Regions from separate parts of the Sus scrofa genome. Here region 1 is linked to region 2. A link is a contact called in public HiChIP or PLAC-seq data. All regions are on one chromosome and are shown on one strand. The core of a region is the stretch at or near the end of the contact, and the rest is flanking DNA. Distances in the headings are between cores, read along the strand shown. Region 1 overlaps FNDC3B (fibronectin type III domain-containing protein 3B). Region 2 has its middle 77 kb from the start of TMEM212.

The links. HiChIP or PLAC-seq counts read pairs in DNA pulled down with a chosen protein or histone mark.
Region 1: a contact with region 2 is called in an H3K27ac HiChIP or PLAC-seq map of alveolar macrophages. The contact joins two enhancer-like sites. A contact is called at or near these places in 1 of 47 Hi-C or Micro-C datasets (embryonic fibroblasts) and 1 of 2 datasets of contacts at active chromatin or transcription factors (alveolar macrophages).

What each region holds. Positions count from the first base shown.
Region 1 is chr13:110,726,001-110,732,600 of Sscrofa11.1, reverse strand. All of the region lies in intron 3 of FNDC3B (fibronectin type III domain-containing protein 3B), which reads right to left. Among named protein-coding and RNA genes, the nearest start is that of FNDC3B, 140 kb to the right of the region's middle. Within about 2 kb of position 3,285, at least 38 of the 83 cell types and tissues checked have an H3K27ac peak or open chromatin away from gene starts, as enhancers often do. A contact at or near this core is called in alveolar macrophages, where this site is marked.
Region 2 is chr13:110,487,699-110,495,325 of Sscrofa11.1, reverse strand. No RefSeq gene overlaps it. Among named protein-coding and RNA genes, the nearest start is that of TMEM212, 77 kb to the right of the region's middle. Within about 2 kb of position 1,280, at least 4 of the 83 cell types and tissues checked have an H3K27ac peak or open chromatin away from gene starts, as enhancers often do. A contact at or near this core is called in alveolar macrophages, where this site is marked.

The sequences.
Region 1 (6,600 bases), core at 2,036-4,535, 240 kb before region 2:
TGCTCAGGTTTATAGCACAATGAATTCTTCAGACAGGATTGCACAGGACTAGACATCTTCCATATCCACCTGGATTGCTTGTATTTACACTCAATTTCTAATCCATCGGGCCAATCAGTGGGTATAATGGAAAGAAGACAATGAACCAGAAAGAGTCCAGGACATTTTTAAGTCTACCTGGTATGAAGAAATGGGAAAACCTTTCCACAACCTTTAATAAATGAAAAGGTTATGTGCCATGTGAAAGAAGTTATGAACTTTATTAGAACCTACTAGAGAAGAACCAAACAGTGGGTGATGGAGATGAGATGGTCCTCAGCACTAAATCAAAATTTATGACAAGAGTCATTCATAAAAGCACACAACTTCAAAGTAGCAAATCGTAATGGCTTTTGTCTACTCTCCTGAAAAAAAAATTTATAGATAATTTTTCAATACTTGGACATTGGCTTCTGGATAGTCACAACATTCCTTCTTAATGTTTGAATTTTTAGCCTTTTTTCCCCCCTTGCTTCTGAATCTTTAAAAATTCATTTCAGAGGATTATCAGTTGTGATAAAAGAGATTTCTGCTAATTACCACTTCTCAGTGAAATAGTTTTAAAATAGTATTTCTTACAGAAAAGTAAAACTCAACAAGAAAAGTCCTCATGACCCTTATCTGAAAGATTGGTATTGTAACTCGAGAATAACTGGAACTTTGGTCCTCCCAACATTGAAACCCAATCTCCTCCACATCTGCCTTCTGCCTAGTCACACTCCCCTGTGAGGTATGCAATTAGCCTTTCCAGTTTGCAGGCTGACAAGCTCTTTTGTCAATAAGATGTGAAACTCTATGGAAGTCTTTTTTTTTTTTTTTTTTTTCTTGCCTTTTCTTCATGTTGTCTTGGGCTTTAAGCAGAACAAATGACTAGAACAATATCTCACGTTTAAAAAATTTGGTCAGAAAACATACTCTTTCTATTACTCTTACCTAGCATTGTCTTCATAGCCATCACCGCCTCTGGTGATGCTATATGTTTATTTATCCTTGTTGTCTGTTTCCTCCCAACTCTGGTTGTTCCATTCTTCAGTCCTCTCAATCTGCACAACTAGGCATGGTCAGTGCTCATTAACACAAGGTGAATACAAGAACAGTGTGAGAGGCAGAAGAGCAGAGATTAAAAGTCAGGGCTTTGAGGTCAGTAAAGAGCTGAGGTCAGATCTCCACTCCACTCCTCTACTTGACTTTGGAAAAAGTACTTAAATTTTCTGTCCTTCTATTTCTTCATTTCTATTTTAAATAATAGCACCTATCTCTTAAAGTAATTACAATGATCAGAAGAAGGTTATACATCTAGCCATGTGTCTAGCATACAGTAAGGTAAATAAAAGTGTAATAATTTTATAATGTACTTGAATTCAGTAATTCTTTTTTTTTTTTCCCTTGCTTTTTAGGGCTGCACCTGCGGCATGTGGAGGTTCCCAGTCTAGGGGTCTAATCGGAGCTGTTGCTGCTGGCCACAGCCACAGCCACAGCCACAGCCACACAGGATCCGAGCCACGTCTGTGACCCACACCACAGCTCAGAGCAATACCAGATCTTTAACCCACTGAGCAAGGGATCGAACCTGAAACCTCATGGTTCCTAGTCAGATTCGTTTCTGTTGCGCCACAATGGGAACTCCAAATTCAGTAATTCTTAAAAGGGTTAATAGACCAGGCACATAAACTGCTACCTAAGACTAGCAAAACCTGGATAAGTAGAAGCATAATATGCCACTAAAGACTGGAAGAAATGTTTTTTTGGTGTTTTTGTCTTTTTAGGGCCACACCTGTGGCATATGGAGGTTCCCAGTCTAGGGGTCCAATCAGAGCTACAGCTGCCGGACTAAACCACAGCCACAACAACTCGGGATCCGAGCCACGTCTGTGACCTACACCACAGCTCATAGCAATGCCGGATCTTTCACTAAGCGAGGCCAGGGATCAAACCCGCAACCTCATGGTTCCTAGTCAGATTCGTTTCCGCTGAGCCACAATGGGAACTCCTAGATTGCATTTTCTTATAAAGCAAACATTAAGACCAATTAATAACTTTACTATATTTGAACAACAGCCAAAAGTCAGTAAAAATGACACATTCTGACAAAGTTCTTTAAGAACCATACTGGACATATAATTAATTAAAGCAAATGCATTAATAACAGAGCAAAAATGAAATAAAAATCAGAGTTGTTTAATGTATTTGTAAAGTAGAGGAGAAATTCAAGGTTTTAATACGTGACTAATGTAAACCTCTGATAATGAAATCGAGAGCAAGAAAGCAATTTTTGTTTCCTATTTTATCAGAAATTATAAATTTAAAGTTTGTAACAAATCAAACTTAAGAGCTATCAGACAGAAATTCTGACCCCCTAATCAGAAAGTCTCACTTCTTAAAAAGCACAAAGAAGTACAAGGATGACCTGGATCTGTCCACACAAATTCCAAAGAGCAACTGCCCAGGGGCTTCTTATTTCTTATATTTAGAACCTTTATGTCACAGAAAGTGAAAGCAATCTGGGATAGTCATCTTTTTAGCTTGCTGTATCTTGCTTTGACTTGCCAAATAGACAACACAATCAGCTTTCTGTAATTTCTCTGCCGCTAGTGTGGCAAAAGGGGTGGGGCTTTGGAGCAGAAAGCTTTGTGTAAGACTCAGTTCTTTTTTAACCCTTTTTTAAACAAGTAAAATTCTTCATCTCTATGTCTCATTCATGTACTCAAAGTTCATTACATCCTGTCACTAAATTAAACAGATTCTACTATAAGAACCCTTAAAATTCACTCCAAATTACCAATGCGTTTTTACTTCCACTGGCATTAAAAACATGCATACTATGCTCAAAGTAGAGAAATTTCTTCAAGATTCCATATTAGAGTCCTCTGTCCTTAACAGGTTCTTAGCATTTGCATTTGGGTGTAGCACTGCTGATAATGCCAAATGCAAATCACACCCTGACCACTTATTCTGAAAGCACCACTGGCAAAAATGTACCCAGTACTGCCTCCAGGGCTCTGCCAGGGCTGAGGCTCAGGATAGGGGATGAGGCAAAAAGCATGGTGCTCATCATAGGTTCCCACACAACAAGAAGAGCCCAGAAAGCTCTAAGCCTCAGGAAGTTCTCTTGGTGTCTGGCATATCACATCCACTGCGCTGCCCAGACCTCCGGCCAGGCAGCTCTGACTCAATCTTTGTCCCCAGATCTGCTGCGGCTGGTGTGAGAAGACCACGGACAACCACCAGGCTGACTCATGCTTCTTCCTGACTCTGTCCTTCCTGTGACTACACCAGCTCCTTGAATTGTTCTCCTCCACTGAGCCCAACCTTCACTTGTCACTTCCGGTCCTGTTGGCAAAGGATTTCTCCCAGTGTACCATACCGATTCTGGGGGAACGAAGGGAAGTCACAGCCACAACTGCAAAAACAACTCAGTGCTGAGGCCACTGCTGTTGAGAAGGGCACACACACTTAATACTACTTCTGGTTAGAATTCTAAGACCCTCTGAAACTCAACAGGCCACCCTGCATCATCTTCAGGCCAAAGTAAGGAAAAAGCAGTAACAGTTGACTTTCATTTATTAAGCAGTCTGGGGAAACACCATGAGGCTACCTGTGGAAATGCACTCAGTGGGTGAGAACAGCAGTCTGTGCCCCCCTCCCTTAGCCAAGGAGGAAGAGGGGAGCCTGGTGGCGCACTTTAAAGATGACATGCCAACACTTTCCTTGACCATGGAGAGCAAGCTCTAAAGGCATGTTTTAAAAATACTAAATGAACATATCTACTTAGCATGCCTACATCACTTCAAATTTTATTTCTAGGGGTCATTCTGTTAGAGATTCAAAATCAATTAGAGGTTATTAAGAACACCAGCCTCTCTCAAGTCTGAGAGGAAAGGTCATCTTTAAACATAATGGCTTCCCTCATTATATTTTTCCTCTGACCTAAACCAGATAGCCTCCAAATGATACCAGTTTTTCCTGCTTCTGAAGAGACTGAAACAGCATCTAAAAGACTCCCCTTCCCCCATAGTCTACAATACTATGAATCTTTAAGGGGTACCAGTTTCATAACTAGTTGTGGAAATTCAGGCTTATTTCATCATCACTCTAAAGACTCCCATTTACACAGGCATCTCCTCTCCCAAAGCTGCTGCCCACTCTGCCTGTGTTCCCTTTTCTCTTAATGGCACATCGAGATTCCCACACCCCGCTATAAACCCAGCCATAAACCATGTCCCTCGTAACTCATCAGTCACTGAGATCTGTTCTGCCTCTATTCCCACAGCAACTAACACAAGGTTTTGTATACAATAAGCATGCAAATATTTGTTACATGAAGAGACAAACCAGATGACCACAACTTATTCTGAGAAGTTTTATTCATACACACACGTACACGTACAGCACGGACCCTGTCTTCAGAGAACCATGGGATATATCGAAAGACTGTAATACCTACTTAGAACTAAATCACTCAGGCTACCAATTTGTAGTGAGCCCAAAGATCACTTTGGAGGCTTCTTAAAATACAGAGTCTAGAGCCTTACTTCCAGAGATTCCTCCTCAATAGATCTGCAAGAGGGCCAGGAGTCTGCTCTACCAAACCCCCAGGAGAGTCATGGTCCACTTTGCAGAAACACCATCCAGCTGAATGGATGGCAGAGGCATGGCCAGAACCAGGGGCAACATGCCTGTCCACACGCACTTCTATGTGCTTCAGAGGATGACATGCTTTGCCTACGGCCCCACTAAGTACAAGCAATAATGCAATCAAAACGTGTAAATGTGAAGAGAGGAGGAAGAAGAAAAATGTCTCCGTGAGTCACTAGGTCAGAATGGGGGTTAGCTGGGGCCACCACAAACTTCAGTTGATGACTGTGGAACGTAAAAGCATCCACTAACTCTTCTCATCAGACTGGTGAGGAAAGTTAGGCCAAGGAGATGAAATCACCTGGGTAAACCTTTACAGCTGAGGAATGTGTGTATGTATGTGGTTAGCAGGGAGGAGGCAGCATAAAAACCCAGGAGTTTCAGTTCATGCTATCCCCCTGTATCTATGGGATGAATGTTGTTTGAATAGAGCTGTTTTAATTGCCTCAAAGTACTTTCTGCAAGCTTACATCCTACATTAACCCTGATCACAACTGCTATTTTTTATGAGATTCCACAGTCCACTGGCCTCTATTGAATAGCAAATGTACAGTAAACTTTTTTAAAACTAGACATTCCAAAGACAAATCAATTTTCTAGTCAAATTCGAATATTTATGGTATTCATATTTAATCACAAGGCAGAAGTATGAACATCAGAAATACTAAAGCTTACCCACTGTGTGAGGGAGCTGAAATTGAACAGGGCAGTATGGAAATAAGAGACTCCGAGGCTCTCAGAAGGCAACACAGGCTTTTTACCCCCAAACTACCTTAAGCTTCTTCCAACTGCCTTTTCTGTGACCTTCTATTATAACTCACATTTTTATCCCTTTTAACCATCATTTTCTTGGTTATCTTTGGTTCCAAGACATAATAAAATGACAAGAATATGGGATTTCAAGGCCATCCCGGCTCACCCATCTTCACACATCAAATTTTCAGTGCTTTCTCTCCTCCCTTTTTCCCCTGTTGTTCCCAAAACCTTGATGCCTTGTGAGATTTTAGACAGGCCCCTTAACTTTTTTTAATCTGCATCTTACCCTCTGTCAAGAAAATGCATTGACTCCCGAAGTCTTAGGAAAAGTTCACAGGCAGTTTTAAGTAGAACTTGTAATCTTCTCTTCTACCTTGCCTTAGAAGGTCAACATACGAGCTTTCAGGTGACAAAGCTGCTAGCTTCCTACAAATGTCTCTCCTAGGGCTGGAATTCACACATTGGTGTACCATCCGTACCGGGTTTTCTGCTGTTTCGGTCTGTATGATGTCCTCCTGGCCCACTGCTGCAGTGATAGTGGCTTCCACCTGCCTCCCCTTGCTTCTGTCTGCACCTGGCAATCCAGCATGGACAGAGGCTGAGAAGTTCAGCTTTAGGCTCATATTGGAGTTCAAGTTCAGCTCCTGGGCGAAGAGTGTGGTTCTGAGCAAGTTACTAAGCCTCTCCTAACCCTCAGTTTGACCCCGGGAAAAAAATGGGGGTGATAAAAATTGTACCTTCTTCAGGGCTATAGGGAGAATTACATCAATTAAGGGTAGCAGAAACTCATGTTTTCAAGACATGAATCTTTCACCCTTATTTCCAAGACAGTAAAGATGTCTGGGAAACTCTTCACTTAGTAACTTTTTTGTGAGCTCTCACTGAGCTACCACATTCATACTCCCCTCTAGCCAAAAGCAAAGTCTCACAACTAGCAACTTCAAATTTCAAAAGGTTGCAACTTGTAATGTAAGAAGCTCTAGCATAAAGTGCAGAAGAAATGCCCAGGGAGTCTGTTAAAATGTATAATCTCTGATCCCTGCCCTCAGAGAATCTGATTCAGTAGACAAAGGATGAGGTCCAGGAATCGGAATATTAATTATTAACAGGCATTGCAGGTCATTCAGAAAAGTACTATCAGCCTCACTTTAATAAACACCAAGCTGGGAG
Region 2 (7,627 bases), core at 31-2,530:
TTTGCAGATGAGATTTGTGTGTGTATGTGTGTGTGTGTGTGTGTGTGTATTCCCACTTTTCTAATCTCCTGGCAGACTTAATCCTACTAGAGATAATCCAGTACCGTCATAATTTTTATATGACTGTGTTCATTAGAGAAGGTAGCATCTAGGCTAAGGCCAGTGTTTGGACTGGGTGGTGTGAACTGATGGGTTGTTGGGTTCCCATTGTGAACGAGGCTCCACTTTGGACTAGTTGGTGAGCATGAGGACAAGAGTCTCCTCTGTGCAGTTACCTAAGAGGGAGCAGGGGAGGAAGATGGGGAGGGGAGGAATCCTGGAATCTCTTTCCAGTCTGAGGTCCATGGAGATAAAGGGCTGAGAGTAAATACTCATCACAAGTGTATTCCTTAGACTCTTAACACCAGCAGTGCTGGTTCAGGGCCACGCTGGAAAGGTGTAAGGGAGAGGTGTGGAAATGCATCTCCTAATTTTGATGGAAAAGAGCCAGTCTTCTTACACAGGGAGGCTTAAAGGGAGACCAGCTCATTGCCTTTGAGGGAAATAGCAAGAGGCATGAAAGCAGCTTTCAGCCGGGGGAGCAAAAGCAGTGGCTGTAAATTTTGGAGGCCTGAGAGGGAAAGGACCTCAGGAAACTATGTGAGAAACCCCAGACTCCCACCAAAGTGACTTGGGCCTCCTCTATGTGTGGAAATGACCAGATCTTGCAGTTATACAGGAAGGAGTTGGTGAGATGTGATTATCAAAGGTAACAGGACCTCTGATTCCATGGTTAGCCAGCTCTTGGGATGCTGGGATACATATATTGAAGAATCTCAACATAAATTTCTGCTAACCTCTCAGTTTTTCATAAATAATCGCACATTTCCAGTTTTCGTTTTGTTAAAAAGGTATTTATTTGTCCACCCAATACAGCAGTTATAGTCAAACATTCATTGGGAATGATTGCCTGTCAGGGACTGCCAGCTTTCTCAGTACTCTCTGGGCAATGATGTAGGAAGGAAGGGATGGGGATGAGTTAGCTCCACCAGCCCACACTCTCTCCTGCCCCAGGCTTTGTAACCTCTGAGAGAGTCCTCTGTGGAACCAGGGAACTTGGCAGGAATGGGGCTTGGCTCATCCCTTAGAGAACTGAGACAGAGAAGAAAATGAAGGGAATTTTCTGCATTTCTACTAGTGTTATTTCCTCGTTCTTTTCTCAGTAAAGACTACACATTCAGCCTAAAGACAGGGCTGTGTGAAAAAGCAGAAGCACTGGAGCTCAGCCAACTGGGTTGAATTCCCTACCCATACTGTGTGAGACAGTGGGCAAATCTCTTAAACACTGTGGAGGACTGATAGGTAGACAAATGGCTCTAACTGTGGAGGGCAGGGCCACATCCCAGATAGGAAAGCCTGCATTCAGGAGACTGCCCGGCTATGAATCCCAGCTTTACTGCTATTGTGTGGCCTAAAGCCAAGTATTTAACCTTTCTGAACCTCAGCTTTTTCACCTGTAAAATGAGGAAAGTATTAATACCTCATAAGGTTGGTATGAAGATGAACTAAGAAAAAAAAACATTCAAGACCCATAGCTCCTGGCACATTTCATGCACTCAAAAATATCACTTACTATGAATACTTTTGATGCACTTGTGTTTATTTATACCTGAGCTACTACTTTTTAATAGATATTTATCTTCCTTTAGTTAGAAGTTGTTTTTCTTTTTGAGGAGCTATTCTTATCTCTAACTTATTTAAGACAGCCAGTCCTAAACTCATCTTTGGCTTAAGGGTCTCTGCTTTGTGCTTTGCTTAGGTGTACTTCTATTACAGTACTTATAACAACAGCGTATTTTAATTATCGTTTTCTTTGTCCCCTTCACTAAATTATAGATTGCTTGGGGGCAGGGACTTTGTTTCCTGGAACCTAGTACATTGTAGGCCTTCACCAAATACCTGCTGGGTAAGTATAGATGTGAATAGATATCCTTATCTAAAAGGGATTTTGATTAGCAAGGAAACAGAAGCTTTTGATTAGAAGCAGACAGAAATTCTAGCCTACAGTATATATCAGAATATAAGTAGCCTAGCTTAAAGCTAACTTGTAGGCCTAAATAAAGTTGCCTGGGCCTTGTTTTCTGCCTCTAGCAGGAATGGTTGACCCCTGAAGCTGTCCTCTCAGACCACATGGCCATAAGTTTGATCTGGAAGGTGCGCCCTCAGCCTCACTGGAGTTTCCAAGGTATAGTGCTTGGGACTGCTTTATATGAAATAGAGAACTAAGCTGAAGAAATAGAGCTAGCTGAGGAATTGAACTTGACTCCTCCTTCTGTTGTTGATTTATCCCCAGATGGTCTCCCCAGACACTTCCTCCTGCTCTGTTCCCATGAGCCTGGGTTTAGTTCAGTTCTTCATTATTTCTTGCCTGCATTACTGAGTCACCTGGCTTACTGGTCTCTTCCATCCCATTTTCCACAATGCTTCTGGTGAAGCATTCTACAAGGCAGATCTGTCTTCATTTCCTGTCCCTCCCCCCACCAACACCTGCCACCGTTCATAGTCTATCTGCTCCCTCTGCCCCTCAGGATAAAGGCTGAATGAGGCTAATTTTTTAAGGGTGGGTCCCAGCTTTCTGCCCTTTTCTCCTTCTCCATCTACCCCCTCAATCCCCCTGCCCCAATCCTCATTTCCTTCTATCTTTGGACATACTGAGCTACACGAAGTTCCAGATCAGTCCCCTCTCTCAAGTCCATGTTTCTATGTCCTCTAGGAAGTAATCCTTGTCTCCTCCTCCCCTTCGTTGATTAGATACAAGGAGGTACCCAGATTTTTTCTCCACCATAGCAATAATCATATTGGATTGAAATAAATTAATTCTGCATTCATTCATCCAGCTTCTATCATTCATTCTCTTATTCAGTACTGTTACAGTGTTCTTCCCAGGTACTCTTCTTGATACTGGAAATACATGTACCCATAAATAAGTCAGGAAATAATCTGTTCACATGAAACTTGCATTCTAGTAGAAAAAGAAAAATAATAAATATATGAACAAATTATTTTCCAATAAAAATGTGATACAGATCTTTGAAGGAAATAAATAGGATGAGATGTTCATTAGATAGTGAGTAGGTGGGAAACAGGGAAGGACCCTCTGATGGAGGTGACGCTCCAAAAGCATGATGATATGGATAAAACTGGGGATGGATGACGAGTCCCTAAGGAAGAAATGAGCTTGGAGTGGAGAAGGAATGAAAGCAGTCACTCTCCCTGGATCACATCATGAGCCCCTGATAGATGGTGAGCTACCTGAGACCCTGGGCAGTATCTCATACCTTACCATAGTCACAGGGTCTAGACTGGTACCCAGAAACTAATAGGTGTCCATAAATATTTTAGTGAGTAAATATACTTTTAAAAACTACATATTCTTCAGTATTTTACTCAAAAAGCTAAAAAGGTCTTATGTTTTTGAGAGTTTTTATCCTAATAACTTTTGTAAAATATTTTCTCCCTCCTCCAGCTTAATTGAGGTATATTTCACATATAACATTACGTAAATTAAAGGTAGACAATGTGATATATTTACATATTATGAAAAGATTACCATAAGGTTAGTTAACATATCCATCACCTCTGTGTGTGTGTGTGTGTGTGTGTGTGTGTGTGTGTGTGTGTGTGTGTGTATGATGAGAACATTTAAGATCTATCCCCTTAGCAAATTTCAGGCATATAATACAGTACTGTTAACTATAGTCACCATGCTGACTATAGTTCATTAGATCCTTAGAACTTACTCATTTTATAATTGAATGTTTTTGCCCTTTGACCAACCTCTCCTCATTTCCCCGAACTGCCACCATTCTACACTCTGTTTCTATGCATTTGGCTTTTTTAGATTCCACATATGTGAGATCATACAGTATTTTGTCTTTCTCTGTCTGGCTTATTTTACTTACCCTCAAATGCCCTCAGATTTCATTCAGTTGCTGCAAATGGCAGGATTTCCTTCTTTTTTATGGCTGAATAATATTTATTGTGTGTGTGTGTGTGTATATATATATGTGTGTGTGTGTGTGTGTGTGTGTGTGTATCACATTTTCTTTATCCATTTATCCGCTGATGTATACTTAGGTTAGCTCCATGCCTTGGCTATTGTAAATAATGCTGCAATGGACATGGGGGGGGTGCAGATACATTTTTAAGGATATGATTTGTGTCTTTTGGATGTATACCCAGGAGTGGGATTGTTGGATCAAATGGAAGTTCTATTTTTAATTTTTTGAGAGACCTCCATACTGTTTTGCATAGTGGCTGCACCAATTTACATTCCCACCAACAGTGCATGGCTGGTTCCTTTTCCTCCACATCTCAGCCATTTGTTTTCTTTTCTTTTCTTTTTTTGTCTCTTTTTAGGTCTGTACCCACAGCATATGGAGGTTCCCAGGCCAGGGGTCAAATCAGAGCTATAGCTGCTGACCTATAGCCACAGCAATGCAGGATCCTAGCTGAATCTGCAACCTACACCATCGCTCACGGCAACACCGGATCCTTAACCCACTGAGCAAGGCCAGGGATCGAAGCTGTGTCCTCATGGATGCTACTCAGATTTGTTTCCACTGAGCCACGTCAGGAACTCTATCTCATCTTTTTGATAATAGCCATTCTAATAGGTATGAGGTGATATCTCATTGTATTTATATAAGATATTCCTGTGGCCATTCTGTGGGAGTTGTTTAGGTTTCCTTTCTGGAATCCAGTCTCTGTTGCTTGTCATTTTGGAGAAAATTGCTACCTGGTGTAGTACTGCAAGACCAGCATAGCAAGGAATAAAGTCACAATGGCGTTAAAATGCATTTTAGTAACGTGGCTAGTTAGGTATTTCTTTTTACCAATATAAATAGATGCAGTGCCAAAATAGAGAAAGAAACAAACATCTTAATCAAACAAGGCATGGTGAAGTATGTGGATTTAAAAAATAATTGGTTCTATTCTCTCTTAACCACATCCTTTTTTCAGTTGTCTTCTAATTGGTCAAAATACTTGCGATCTTTCCATATTAATGTACTAATACTGCATCATCATTCACTACTGTACAGTGATCCACAGGATCTCTCTAGTATCATTTTCCAGCCTCACAAGGTCTTGAATATTTGTAGCTTGCTTATTGCTTAAGTTCCTTGGCAGCCAATGTTTTTACTTCCTGATGGAACCCTCCTGAAGCAAAACTTTTCTACCAGAAACCAACTTCTCTCTCAAATTATGTTATTTTCACCTTAAACAAATTTCTCCTACTAAGTGTCTTTCTGAAAGAGTTTTCAAACTTGTTCCTCAATAATAATGTTTTCTCCTTGATTCTCAACAGAAATTTCTCCTGAATTACCCTAGTGTGTATTACCCTATGGTGATATCAATCACCTCAACCATTTCTACTTAACCTCTTAAGACTGATAATGACTGAATCAATGGTAGAATCATGTGCTATTTTAAAAAGACCAGTTTTGGCTCTATTCACAACAAATTCATTAAAACAAATTTAATTCAACAGCAAGATTATTAAACATTTTTTTTTTTTTTTTACAAAGAGTACACAGCCTCTTTGGACTATGAGTGCAACAGAAGTCCCAGCTTCAATCTAAGTAGACATGTCTGGCCAGCTTGCAGAAAGAACACACCAGAAACCTATTAAATGCGCGCTGAGAAACATCCTGTGGAGAGACTTCACCATAAGAGAAGAAGGAGCTAGGCAAAGGAGGGGAGAGATGATTTTGAGTTCAGCAAGGTGATTGTTACTTAGATTTTAACTCCAGGCCAAAACCCCACTAGACTTGTAGCTGAGTCCTATGGAGAGAAAGCAGAGTTATCAGAAATGAAAACAAAGAGCAGCTTTACTTAAAAGCGTGGTTCTGAGGCAGGAGCAGAACTGGCTCGTTGTACAATGGCAAGAGAGAAATGAATCATTCTTGCCCACTTCCCAACACTATACTCTGAAACTTTAAGCCTTTGACTCAAAGAAGTTTGCTGCCTCCACTCTTGCAAAAGACAGTGGGACCCTCAGACATGGTGGCGTGCAGTGGTTGTCCAGTGGGTGGTGAGACAGAAGGAATGCAACTACCAGAGGCAAACCCCTCTAGAAGCACACATGGTACACATCCAGGGGCTTCTGGACATACTTGAGAAGAACAGGCAGCTGAGGCCTTGCAGATGGATCCCCTGGAATGTAGGAGAGGAGTAAGTTCCTTTAGGTTTTTATCATTAATGTGACTCTATTAGTATCCTCAAGCTATGGAAGCCTGGGGAAATGTGAATTAACTAAAATCCTGAGATCTCTGCAGAGGCATAAGTAAAGAATGTCTGAAGTGAAATTAAAGAAAAATATGACTATAGTTTTCTTCATATCAAAACTGGATAATTGGATGGAAAATATGCTTAGACCACAATCTGGCCACCAGTAATATATGTTTTTATATGTTTTGACTAAATAAAAAGCAAATCCAAGATGTCATTTGGTGACCTAGCATCTCCAAAAAAACTTGTAAAGCAAATTAATTACAGAATTTATAGTTGCAATCTCATTTTCCCAAGTTCTTCTGGTTTCATGTTTTTTACTCCCAAATCTTGTTAACTTCTAATATACTTATGATGTGGATTTGTTTCTAATACAGAACACATTTTAATATTCTTGTTTTTGGCAAGATTTTACACAAACATGTTACTTCCAGAAAGTGACTTAGTAAGAAATGTTAATAAAAATACCTTTGTAGTATTCATAGGCATTCAGTCTTTAATAATATGTGAAAATCAGATTTTTTAAATCCTATAATTGCTAAAATTAACACATTAAGAAACTTAATTTTATTCTCTGTAGTAAATAAGCACTATGGAAATGCATAGAAAATAAAAGATAGGTGAATATTCATTTAAGTTACAAAAAAATAATGTTCTAATTGTAGAATACTTTTTAAAAGTTAAAGTAAATTAATAAGAAAACAAACCACAAACCCCATAATCCCAATCTGCTGGAGAAAACCCCTATTATAATTTGGGGGAGTGTTTCTTTTTTTTTGTATTTTCCTATACATGCTATATATACATATAGTAAAAGGGGTTAATATTTTATAATAATTTTTATGGAGTTCCCGTCGTGGCGCAGTGGTTAACGAATCCGACTAAGAACCATGGGGTTGCGGGTTCGGTCCCTGCGCTTGCTCAGTGGGTTAACGATCCGGCGTTGCCGTGAGCTGTGGTGTAGGTTGCAGACGCGGCTCGGATCCCGAGTTGCTGTGGCTCTGGCCTAGGCCAGTGGCTACAGCTCCGATTCGACCCCTAGCCTGGGAACCTCCATATGCCGCGGGAGTGGCCCAAGAAATGGCAAAAAGACAAAAAAAAAAAAAAAAATTTTTTTTATATCCTATTATATTTTCACAAACTATATTTGCTTAGCTTATTTCTCTAGTAGTATGGAAGGTACAGTTACATGTTTTTCTATTAGTGATTATCTTTTTGTTATTAAAATTTTGAAATATTTTTATCTCTGCTTATCAAGGTAAAGAATGTATCTTTTAATTATCATCTGTGTAAAATGAGAAATCTTTCAGGCTTTTACTGTCCTTACTATGTCTCCCCACTTCACAATTTTTTTTTT